2 separate regions of the Mus musculus genome follow, and region 1 is linked to region 2. Evidence: chromatin contacts called from public HiChIP or PLAC-seq data. All regions are on one chromosome and are shown on one strand. Each heading gives the region's core, a stretch centred on a gene start, on an enhancer-like site or on the middle of the called end of the contact. The rest is flanking DNA. Distances are from core to core; before and after follow the strand shown.

What was found. HiChIP or PLAC-seq counts read pairs in DNA pulled down with a chosen protein or histone mark.
Region 1: a FOXA1 HiChIP or PLAC-seq map of pancreatic cancer cells shows a contact between it and region 2. The contact joins two enhancer-like sites. A contact is called at or near these places in 1 of 115 datasets of contacts at active chromatin or transcription factors (pancreatic cancer cells) and 1 of 9 other capture datasets (embryonic stem cells).

Annotation. Positions count from the first base shown.
Region 1 is chr15:37,897,622-37,903,254 of GRCm38.p6, forward strand. It overlaps Gm35019 (a long non-coding RNA gene), which reads right to left. Exons shown (of 7, transcript XR_383951.4): 2 at 2,012-2,295; 3 at 1,566-1,577; 4 at 1-133. Among named protein-coding and RNA genes, the nearest start is that of Gm35019, 7.5 kb to the right of the region's middle. Within about 2 kb of position 2,455, at least 10 of the 459 cell types and tissues checked have an H3K27ac peak or open chromatin away from gene starts, as enhancers often do. A contact at or near this core is called in pancreatic cancer cells, where this site is marked.
Region 2 is chr15:37,030,012-37,035,492 of GRCm38.p6, forward strand. No RefSeq gene overlaps it. Among named protein-coding and RNA genes, the nearest start is that of Gm34724, 14 kb to the right of the region's middle. Within about 2 kb of position 1,775, at least 99 of the 459 cell types and tissues checked have an H3K27ac peak or open chromatin away from gene starts, as enhancers often do. A contact at or near this core is called in pancreatic cancer cells, where this site is marked.

The sequences.
Region 1 (5,633 bases), core at 1,205-3,704, 870 kb after region 2:
TTGTTACAGTCTCTGATGTCTGTGTCCTGACTGGATCCGGCTGAAAGTCCAAGACATCAGGAGATCAAGCAGGTCAGTTCAGCATGTCTGATGATGAGACTCACCAAGGCTGTATAGTCTGTAATATACAAATCTCAAAACAAAATTTTAGTATCATCAAGATATCCTTTTTGTTTGATTCTCTGGAATCTAGTCCTGGGGGGGAGGGGGTCCCTCTATCAAATTTGATCCATATTACTCTGGAAGGTGTATAGACACCAATCACCTTCTCTAAAAATGCAAAGACAAAACCTTTCTCCCAAATCAGCTTATGCTTGAGCCAGTAACCAGAAAAACCTTTATTTTGACATCTCTCCCAGAAGGATAATATAACCACAAAACTCAAAATCACACCCATCTTGAAAATTAATCTAAAACAAATGAAGCAAACTAAAATACTATTATGTGCCTATTCTTAGGCTTTTTCTATTTTGTCATGCAAGATAATAACCCAACGTTCCCATGGAGCCCACGTTAGAGAATATGAGTTAGGTATCTTGAAGACCTTTCTATGCCATCTTTAAAATAATTGATTCACACTTCTGTCTATACTTGATTATAAGCAGGCAGCTATTCAAACCAGGATTTAAATTCAAAATTCCCGTAGAGCCCATTTTAGACAGAATATGAGTATCCTATAACACTTGTTAGAGCAATTTATCTTTATACCATCTTTAAAGCAATTAATTCAAACTTTCATTAATATCTGCCTATAGGAAGCAGGTAGTTTTTACTTGTTAAGCTCTCCACCTAGAGCAGCCATCTTGTTATAACATCTATTGCTTGGGCTCTCTACCTGGAGCCACAGACATTTATTTTATTAATACCTGTTATAATACCTATCTGTTGAACTCTCTACCTGTAGTCACAGACTTTTAATAATTAATATCTGTTCATAGCAGGCAGTTATCACTGCTCTCTCTACTTGGAGTCAGTGACTAATTTTCCCTATCCTAGCTCTGAACCACAGGTGAAATTCCCCACATGATTTAAACAAAATCTGTATATAAATCTATCCTAAAAGCAAATAATCCCAATGTTATAAATTCACAGTTAAATCAATATCTGCCCCAAGATAAAGGCAGCTTCCATTCTCCAGCTCTCTGACTCAGAGCAGCCATCTTGTCTCTTTCCACAGCAGGGGACCTCAGAGCCCTCTTTTTTTTTTTTTTTTTTGTTTGTTTCAAGGCTCCCTCGCTTAAGTACACATGACTCATCATCCCAGCACCACCTTTCTCTCACTTAGAAAATAAAACTCTAACTCTCAGGCTAATAATCTTAAATTTCTAGTGGATTCTTGCCTAACACGTTGGTTTACCACATGTTGTGGGAAGCAATAAAAAGGAACCTTGCCATGCTATGGCCAGTCAAGCACTGGTGGGCAAGTCTCTCTGACTCAGAGCTCCAAAATCTCTCCACCCAGATAAGTTCCCACTGGCAGGTCACTACCACACCAGCCCCGTGCTTCAAAACTCCTACATCCTTTTGGGGGACACATCAGGCAAACCCATGCTTTGCTGCCATACCTTTCTCTCTCTCTGGAACACCGCCGAGCCACCACATGAAGGAAAACAACACAAAGTTAGTTCAGAAACAATGGTAACTCAATCACTGACTACAACAACGAGAATTCTAATCTTGTAAGCTTTATTAAATGTAAATCCTCCTGTGGCAAATCCTGGCAGATTCACTATCTAAACTGGGAGACACTAGTAGCCAGATCTTGTCCTTTCCCTGTCTCTGTCAAAAAACCCTTCTCCTGCTTCCTCTCTTCCTCTGACCAACCCCGGAAGTCCCTGTGTTTCCATTTTCTTGACATAGAAAATATATTTCTTTTTTTTTTATTCTCTAAAATTTTTCTTAAGGACTTCACCCTCTTATCTTTAAACCAAATAGTTTTTCTTTCTTTCTTTCTTTCTTTTTTAATTCAGTTTCCCTTCTCTTTTATAGTTTTCTAAACTCAATACCTTACCTGCTCAGATGTCTGTGGCTTTTCAATCCTATTGCAGCTCAGGGTAAGTGCTCCTCTGTCCTTCTGCACATTTCCAGGCTCCTCGGACTAGCATGTATCTGTAGTGGCCAGCTCCACCCTCTCAGCTCAGTTCAGAAGGTTGTCCCATTGGCTTTGCCTCCTGCCAGTTCTAGACAGGCCACTCCCACCTGCTGTGCTTCTGTGAGGGTTCAGGCCTTCACCCAAGGGCACCCATGGGTATTCTTGGTGCCCACTTGCCCTGCCACATTTGGCTGGGCTGCCACCTGTCATCAAGCATCAGGATGGGGGCTCAGTGGGCCTGGACTGGGGTGCTGAATTTCCCATAAGCCTCAGCATGAGTCATACCTTCCACCCAGCAGAGCACTGGCTCCCCAGAGCAGCATGCAACATGAGAAGTGTTTCCTGTGGGGCTGTGCCTTGAGGCTCTGGTTCCTCACTCTACTGCCTCATACAGGCCTCTGCTCTCCCTAGAAGATGGCCATGGTGCACCTTGGAGGGATAAGAGGCCTGTATTTCCATACTCAGCCTCTTCATGTTTTTTTGCCTCCACTGTTCACTGGCTTCTGTGGCCAACCACACCAAACGGAGCAGCCTGCCCACCATCACAGAGCAGTATGCTAAACCATCCTTCCCAATGGCTTCTCAGGCTCTAAACCTGGATAACATGCCCCACATTGGGTGTCATCTATTAAAGTGTTTGTTTTTCCTCCTGGTTCCAAGCTCCCATAATAACCACTCAGACTCAAAATATATTTACAGATATCTAGGCCATATAGCTAGGCTCTTCTCTGATAACCCACTTATATTAGCCTATATTCTGCCATGTGGCTGGTCACCTCTGCTCAGGTATCATTCATCTGTCCTCCTCACATCTTCCCCAGCAACTCTTCCCACACCTGGCTCTTTCCCAGAATCCTCTCTGCCTACCAGTTGTCCCACCTTCTAGTCTACCCTTTTCTATAGGCCGTAGGTTTTCTTAATTGACAGGTGATTCGTCCATAAAATACACAAGCTGTTCTCTGTACACACATTCTCACTTCCTACTGCATCAGAGTCTGTGTGCATGACTTTCAGAATCCATATCCAACGACCTCTTCCCTAAACCACTCTCTCACCTTACCTTAAAATACACACTGGAGAATTTTAAATGTGGTTCCTTCCACAACCTAAATTCCATCCTTATCACTCCAGAAATTAATTTTGGTATCAGATTACCAGTTCTCTGTCTCCCTTTGTATCATGGTTAAAGTATAACCAAACACAAGAAAGAGCTGTTTATCCTGACAGGAAAAAACCCTTTAAGGACTGCATTGTTCACTCTGTCTCCCGCCACTGAACAGTTTGTTATAATTTCCTGTTTCCCTCTAATTGCTTTCTCCCCTGGCTGCTCAGAACCAGAGTTTTAAAGTTGAATTCTTCTCTCTGAGACTAATAGAAACTACAACTATTCACAACTAAAGAAATACTACATAATGCTTCTTTCCCCTTCCCTCCCTTTCCCCCACCCCGTTACTCTCTTCCAGCACAAATAACTGTTTTGACCAATCAGGTGAGTCCATCAACTCATTCCAGCCAGCTTTTCAGACCTGCTTCTTTCTCTTTATGTATTAGCACAAATTGAATAGCAATCAAAATATGAGTTCACATTTGTCACCCAATGACATTTGAAAGTTGGTCCCCAATCATTATGTAAAGACCTGGCCAGTACCACGGCCTTTTCTAGTCCTTGAGTTATGGACTCTCCCAAGAACTTTATGAAGCAAACAGCTATGTTTTAGAGTGGTTTCAACTTATCTCCTTTTTTCCTGTTTCAACATGTTCCTACAATGGCAAAAACTGATACAGGTGGTTACATGTTGAGACAACTGCACACAGCTGTACAAATTAGAGACCTCTCTGGTAAGGAGAGAGGACTGCCTGCCGTTCCTGCCATAGACTTTCCCCCTTGCTTTCATGAACACTCTGTTAGGGAGGGGTGATTTCTTAACCTTCTGTGTGCTCCAACTGGCCTAGATCAGAGCAGGGATGTAGGTCCAGTGAGAGACAGGAAATGGCCCTTAAGCCTGTTACCCCCTTAGTCTTAGGATTTTGTTGCTATTATGACCAAAGCAAGTCTTATAAAGAAAAGCATTACTTAGGGCTGGCTTACCGTTTCAGAGGTTTAGTCAGTTATTCTGATGGTAGGAAGCATGGCAGCATGCAAGCAGACACGGTCCTTGGGAAGGAGGTTTAAGAGTTCTACATCCAGATCAATGGGCAGCTGAAGGAGACTGTATCACTGGATATAGCTTGAGCATAGGAGACCTCAAAGCCTGCCTCCATGGTGGCACACTTCCTCCAACAAGGCCACACCCACTCCAACAAAGCCACACCTCCTAATAGTGCCACTCCCTATAGCCCAAGCCTTCAAACACATGAGTCTATGGGGCCATAGCTACTCAAACCACTACACATGCTAAGGATTTAGAGATGCATGGCTGGAGGGGCGAGATAATGACCTCAGTCTGTATTGCTTTTGAAATAGGAGGTTGTTTTAATTGAGGTGCATTTATTATAAATGATAGATGCCCTGAGTAAGAATGGCTTAGGTTATCTTGGTCCTTATGTCTCAGAACAGAAGCACAGAGGTGGGAGGTTGCAAGGAAGTGTTGGGAAATGGTTGTGTGCTTTGTGTATTCAGATGCTGATTACTGTGCCCAAAGATCTGGGTAGAGTCTAGACTTTGGCTTTGTTAAGCATCTCCTGTCTCAATATTGCCCAAAATTCATTTTCTATCACCTCTGATTGGTTAGATTAGTTAATAAAGACCTGATCAGCCAATATCTGGGCAGGAGGAAACGGGAGGCAGGACTTTCTAGCCAGTCAAGGGGTCCTGAGGGAGGGGGGGAACAGAGAGAAAGAGAGACTATGGCTGTGTATAAAATTTCTTATACATATGCACAGAGAGTGAGGGGGGAGGGAAAAAGAGAGAGGAAAAACATGGTTTTGTATAAAACATATACATGTAGATAGATAGATAGATAGATAGATAGATAGATAGATAAGGAAAACCCATGGCTATGTATAAAATGTAGCAGAAGATGGCCTAGTCGGCCATCATTGGGAAGAGAGGCCCCTTGGTCTTGCAAACTTTATATGCCCCAGTACAGGGGAACACCAGGGCCAAGAAGTGGGAGTGGGTGGGTAGGGGAGCGGGGGGCAAGGGGAGGGTATGGGGGACTTTCGGGATAGCATTTGAAATGTAAATGAAGAAAATACCTAATAAAAAATTGGAAAAAATGTCATATGCATGTGCATACAATGGCAGAGAGAGAGAGAGAGAGAGAGAGAGAGAGAGAGAGAGAGAGAGAGATCCATTACAGATGTTTGTGTTACAAGCAATTGAAACAACCCACACAGTCTTACTCCTTCATCTTGCTCTGCCAGGTACTAAATTGGTCTGGAGAGAAGAATGCCCCTCCCTCAATGTGTTACCCTCTGTGCTTTGTGCCCCCATGTGGGCAAAGGGTTATGAGAAACACTCTTGAGTGCTACCTTCACCCTCTTCTTTGTCTGGGAGGGTTTGCACAATGGCCTCCATGATACATTCAGGATATCCATT
Region 2 (5,481 bases), core at 525-3,024:
GAAGTCAATGTTTGACTCAGCCACAGAGAACCTGAGGGATACCAGAAGGAGCATAAATGATCTGGGTCAAAGGTCGGGAAGCCCCAAGGAGAACTGAGGGAGTCCACATTTGCTGCTTATTTATTGTTACGAGATGACTGACAGATTGACTGAGGTCTGGTTTCTAGAACCAAGGGACAAGGTAGAAAGGAAGTTCCTAGAATTCTGACTCGCTAACTTGGGTAGATACGTGAAGAATCAGAGCTCAAGAGAGCTCTAAACACAGGTAGCAGGCTTGTTGTCCTAAAACTATCCAAGAGCTGAGGCAGCCTTCAGGGAAACAGCCTCCTTGACTTAACAAACGTTTAGATTTCAGCTACCCTGAAGGATGCCTCTTGGATGGCCATGGCCATGAATATCAAGTGGCAGAAAGTGGTTCGTGAGTAGGCTGGTGCTCATAGATAGGCCTTAGGAGGTTCTGCTTTCCTTCTGAAATTAAAACAAGTAAACAGACATAAAGAGTCTGTAAGGCTGGATGTGCTTTCTTCTGCTTTGTCCCTTATGAGAGAGGGCATGGTGTCTACCTGTTTTTCAATTTCCCTTCTGTCTTCCACCATGCAAGAACACTGTACGGTGAAGCTTCCTGTATGCCGGCACCTTGGGCTTCAGCTTATAGCCTCCAGAATGTCAAGAAATTAATTTCTCGTTTTTCATTGTTCTGTTTGTTTGTTTGCTGTTGTTTTGTTGAGATGGGGGTCTTAAATAGCCCAGGCTAGCCTAAAATTCACCGTGTAGTTGAAGCCGACTTTGGATTCTGGATCTTCTCCTCTCTACCTCACAAGTATTGGAATTCCAGGTGTTCCCAGCTTTTGTGGTCCTGGGGACTGAGCCCAAGACAAACATTCTACAAACCAATTACACCTGCAGTCCCTAAATGTCCCTAAATTACACCCCCCCACACACACACAGTAGCTGCTTGGCTAGACATCCCTGCCCCCAGCTACTCACCTATGACAACACTGTGGATGTGGAATCCCAGTCTGAGCCATGCCTCTACTTCCATGCCCACTCAGAGGCTGCCAGTACTAGCCTGAGAGCAGTCCTCAGGCCTGGCACAGCCTGGTGCTCATCGTCATCCTTCCCTCCCAGGCCTGTGCTTATGATTTCCCGGCATCTTTCAGACAGAAGGCAAACATTTACAGTGGGGGGAAGGCTCATATCTATCTTAGTCATATTGTTTGTCAAAAAGAACACAGAACTCAGAAACAGAGTGCCTGAACTCAGAACTCAGATCTGCAGCTTCCCGTGTGGCCTGGACTATCTCTTCCATTGTCTTCTGAGTCTGATTTCCTTGTTTGCAGAATGAGAATTGTCATTATTCCTGATCATTTTCCTTTCAGAGAGCTCAAACTGACTGAAGCCTGATAGGAGCTCAGCAGCTCCCATCTGAGTCACTCAGGATACAGGTCTGCTTGCATCTACATTCCTCAGCATTCCAAATGCAGGCACAGCCCAGGGTCCACAATGAATGGAGTCAGTGGTCGAGGTAATCCACTCTAAGCTCAGCTAGGACAGAGCATATGACAGGAGGAGAAGCAAGTCCCCTCAGTATGTTATGGTCTTGTTCTCTGGTTGTTCATTTGGAGCTCTTTATACTGGACTGAATTTTTTCTACCCAGAAGTCTGGAATGTTCCTTCCCTCCCCCAGTTGCTATTGAGACCAGAACTGCCTGCAAGAGCAGCTGAGCAATCCATCAGGCACTGCAGCTTGGCTGGAGATGTGAGCCCACTCTGAATGAGCCTTTCAGCGACACAAGGCTCCTGTGGGGGTGTTATAACTTCATGGCTACAACATTACAGGCATTGTTCTAAGCTTGCACAAAAGCCTTTGCTCAACCCAGATGCCCTGAGTTCTGCAAACTGCCCATCCCTCTGCCACATTCTTTTCAGACGAGGTTTGCTGAGTAGTTCTCACAGGATTTTCTGGGGTGGGGCTACATGTAGGCAGAGATATCTGGGGCAGGGCTACCTGTAGACAGAGGCATCTGGGGCGGGGCTACCTGTAGACAGAGGCATCTGGGGCGGGGCTACCTGTAGACAGAGGCATCTGGGGCGGGGCTATCTGTAGACAGAGGCATCTGGGGTGGGGCTACCTGTAGACAGAGGCATGTGACAAAGACCAGAAGGATTTTGTTGCTACTAATTAAAACTTGATTTTCTTTAATATAAAATTTACATCTGCTCCTAGGTGTTAAGTGTGACTCCTAATCAGGACGTTGAACATTTCTGTCACCCCACAAAGTTATCCTTTGTCTCTTTCTTTTCAATCCTGCTCCATCTTATAGACAGCAATAGGCCTGACTCCCATCATAATAGGTGAATTTAGCCTTCTTGAAAGTTTCATATAGATGACACTGTACACCATGTATTCTTTTTCTGGATGCTTTTTAAAAAAAGATTTCTCCATGTATCAGTATGTTGTATGTGCGCAAGTGTATGAGTGCTGCAAGTGTATGAGTGCTGCCTGTGAGTATGTGTGAGTGTGTATGTGAGTGTGTATGTGAGTGTGTGTACACCAGTGTCTATGGCTGTCAGAAGGGAGTCTTTGGATCCCTTGGAGCTAGAGTTATAGGTTTGTGAGATGTTCCATGGATGTGCTGGGAGCTAGCTTAGGCCCTCATAAAGGAGCAACATGCTTGACAGTTGAGCCATCTCTCCAGGCCCTGGATCTGAGTTTTTTTTTGCTCTTGTTATTGCTTGGATCCATGGTACATTTAAAAATTTTTTTATTGGGGAGTAATTTCCCATTGCACAAAGTACATTAGGTTATTTCTGTAGTTGAATAGGACATTTGGCTTCTTTTTTCTTTATTTTATTTTTTGGTCTATCATGAGTAGGGTTGCTATGGGGATTTATGTAAGAATTTATGAAGGTGTATTTTCCCTAGCCTTGCTAACTCATATGGCAGGAAACTGCTTAACTCCATAAGACACTGTCACACAGGGCAGTCTCTTTTCTCATAGTCAGTTTCACCAACAGTGTGTGAAACTCCAGTTGTTCCAGTCCTTACACACCTGCCTCCCTTCCCATCAGCTCCATGGGAATAGCACACGTGGTCTCTCCTAGAGTCTATGGAATATTAGTAGAATCACCATTTGCTACACACAGCTCTGGTTGAGACAGATGGGAGTGGTCAGAGGGCTTTGGTAGCACTGAGGAGCTCTGACTCCTCATCTCTCCATCCCTCACCACGTTCTGATGATTTTCCATGATCAAGATCATCACTGTCATTAATGTTCTGGAAGTTTCTGTTTTGGGTCTCAATCCCTGAATCTGGGACAAAGTTAAGCTCTTGTTGCAAGATCAAGAAGATCTTTGCAAGCAAACAACATCGAGAAGGGTGCTTCCTTCTCTGTACCCCTTCACCTCTGCCTGTTGGCCTTCCTCGGAAATAATTTTACTGAAGTATGCAGCTCTGCTCAGACACCAAGTCTTTTTCATCATTTGGGATAGACAGAACTTTGGGTAATGAAAGACGCTCCAGCATCATAAAACACCATCCACTGATGTCAGTTAAGGCCTGCACAACTTTCTCCTCCAATCTTGGCTTCTAGGAGCTCTCCAGGGTTCTGCCTCACATTAAGTCTGCTGCCAGACACTAGGGTTACAGGCTGCATCCATCCAGCCATCATCTCTACATGGTAAACTCTGAGGCAAGCTTATAGTTCCAACCCAAACCCAGATGTCATGACTCCCTGTGTGGTAGCCCTGCCTTCCTTTTTTTAATCTCTCAGTCAAACTCAGTCAAACTGTTTAATCTCTCAGTCAAACTGCCATGTCTTCCCAGCTTAAGTGCATCTAAAATATGGGAATGAATGTCCTTGGGCCTTGTGTAGATTCTTAATCTAGGTTTGAGAGGGACAATGATTTTGCATTTGATATAGCTCCCAAGTGAGCATGATGCCATCAGTCTGTCCTGTCCCTCAGCAACCCTGGGTGTCATTTAAAAACAGCCATTTAGTGCTTTCTAGCAGCATGGAGGATAAGGCCTAGACTCCTTATTGTGGTAGGAAAGCTCTGCCACCTGCATGTCTACCTCTTACTCTTTCTGCTCCAGCCACCTGGATGTTTTACTGCACTTCCGACCCAGGACCAGTTCACACCATTGCTTTTGTCTGGAGCCCCTTCCTAGTTCTTCAGAGTACCACAGAACTGTTCCCTTCTTAGAAATAGTCATCTGGAGAGTTGCTGTGTGTAGGCTTTCGCCACCCAACCCAAGCTCAGGGAATGGGCTGTGCTACCAGCTCCCACAGATAAAAGATATGCACACTGTTGTTAATTTTCAACTTGCTTTCTTGGCACAATTGCTGGGTGCTACTATAGCCCACTTGGAAAAGTGTGCCCTTATCAATTTCTTATCTCCCACCTGCCCTAAACTTCACCTGCTAATTATATCTCGGCCTGCCCACCTGTAGGAGTGACCACAGGCCACCACTCTGCCTGAGACCTCACATGTCTGGTCAACTTTACTCCATCAGAAGCCTAACAAACTCCATCTCTCCCTGCTTGCATCTCCCTACATGCCTGCAGGGACCCAGAAGTCCTGCCTGTACCTTCTGCTAGTAATTGGCCCGCCCACCTGTAGGAGTGACCACAGGCCACCACTCTGCCTGAGACCTCACATGTCTGGTCAACTTTACTCCATCAGAAGCCTAACAAACTCCATCTCTCCTTGCTTGCATCTCCCTACGTGCCTGCAGGGACCCAGAAGTCCTGCCTGTACCTTCTGCTAGTAATTGGCCCATGGCTTTCTTTACTGTCAGATCAAGAACCAATTGGGGAACAGGACCTTAGCATCAGCACCAACCCTACAGAAAGTAAGTTCATGAAGGGAGTTTACTCTACTCACTGCTGCAGTACACACTGTTTGTAGGAATGAATGCAACCTACCAGTGAGCATAAAGCACAAATTGCCAGGGCATTCTTGATATAGCTCTGCCAGCTTCCAAACAGATAAACAGATTTTCTTGCTGGTAGACCACTTATTAATTCCATTGCATTCCCAAGCAATAGCCTATGGCTTCCCAACTGCTTTCTCTTTGGGATTTCCCGTTACTTATACATATCAGTCCATGTTGAATGATTTTGTTAAACATTTTTAAACAGTAACTCTCATTTCCCATTACTTTTGAGTAGTTCCCAAGCATTTAGCAGGACTGGATATGTTCATAATCCCATTAATAATGTGGCTCTATCCTTGCCCATCACAGTGAAAACTTGTGAAATCTCCCATCAAAAGCAGGGCTTTACGTCTCCATCCACGGACATGCCTCGATACCTGCTTTGGCCCGCAGAATGCACTGGAATTCATAGGATGGAGCCTTATCAGTCTAAGCTTCTAGAGGCCTTGCAGTCGCCACTGATTCAGAACTGTCCCTTGAGGAAGCAACACGAGATCTGTGAGGCTGAGGAACCAGTGCAGAGAAGCCTTCTTGTCCATGG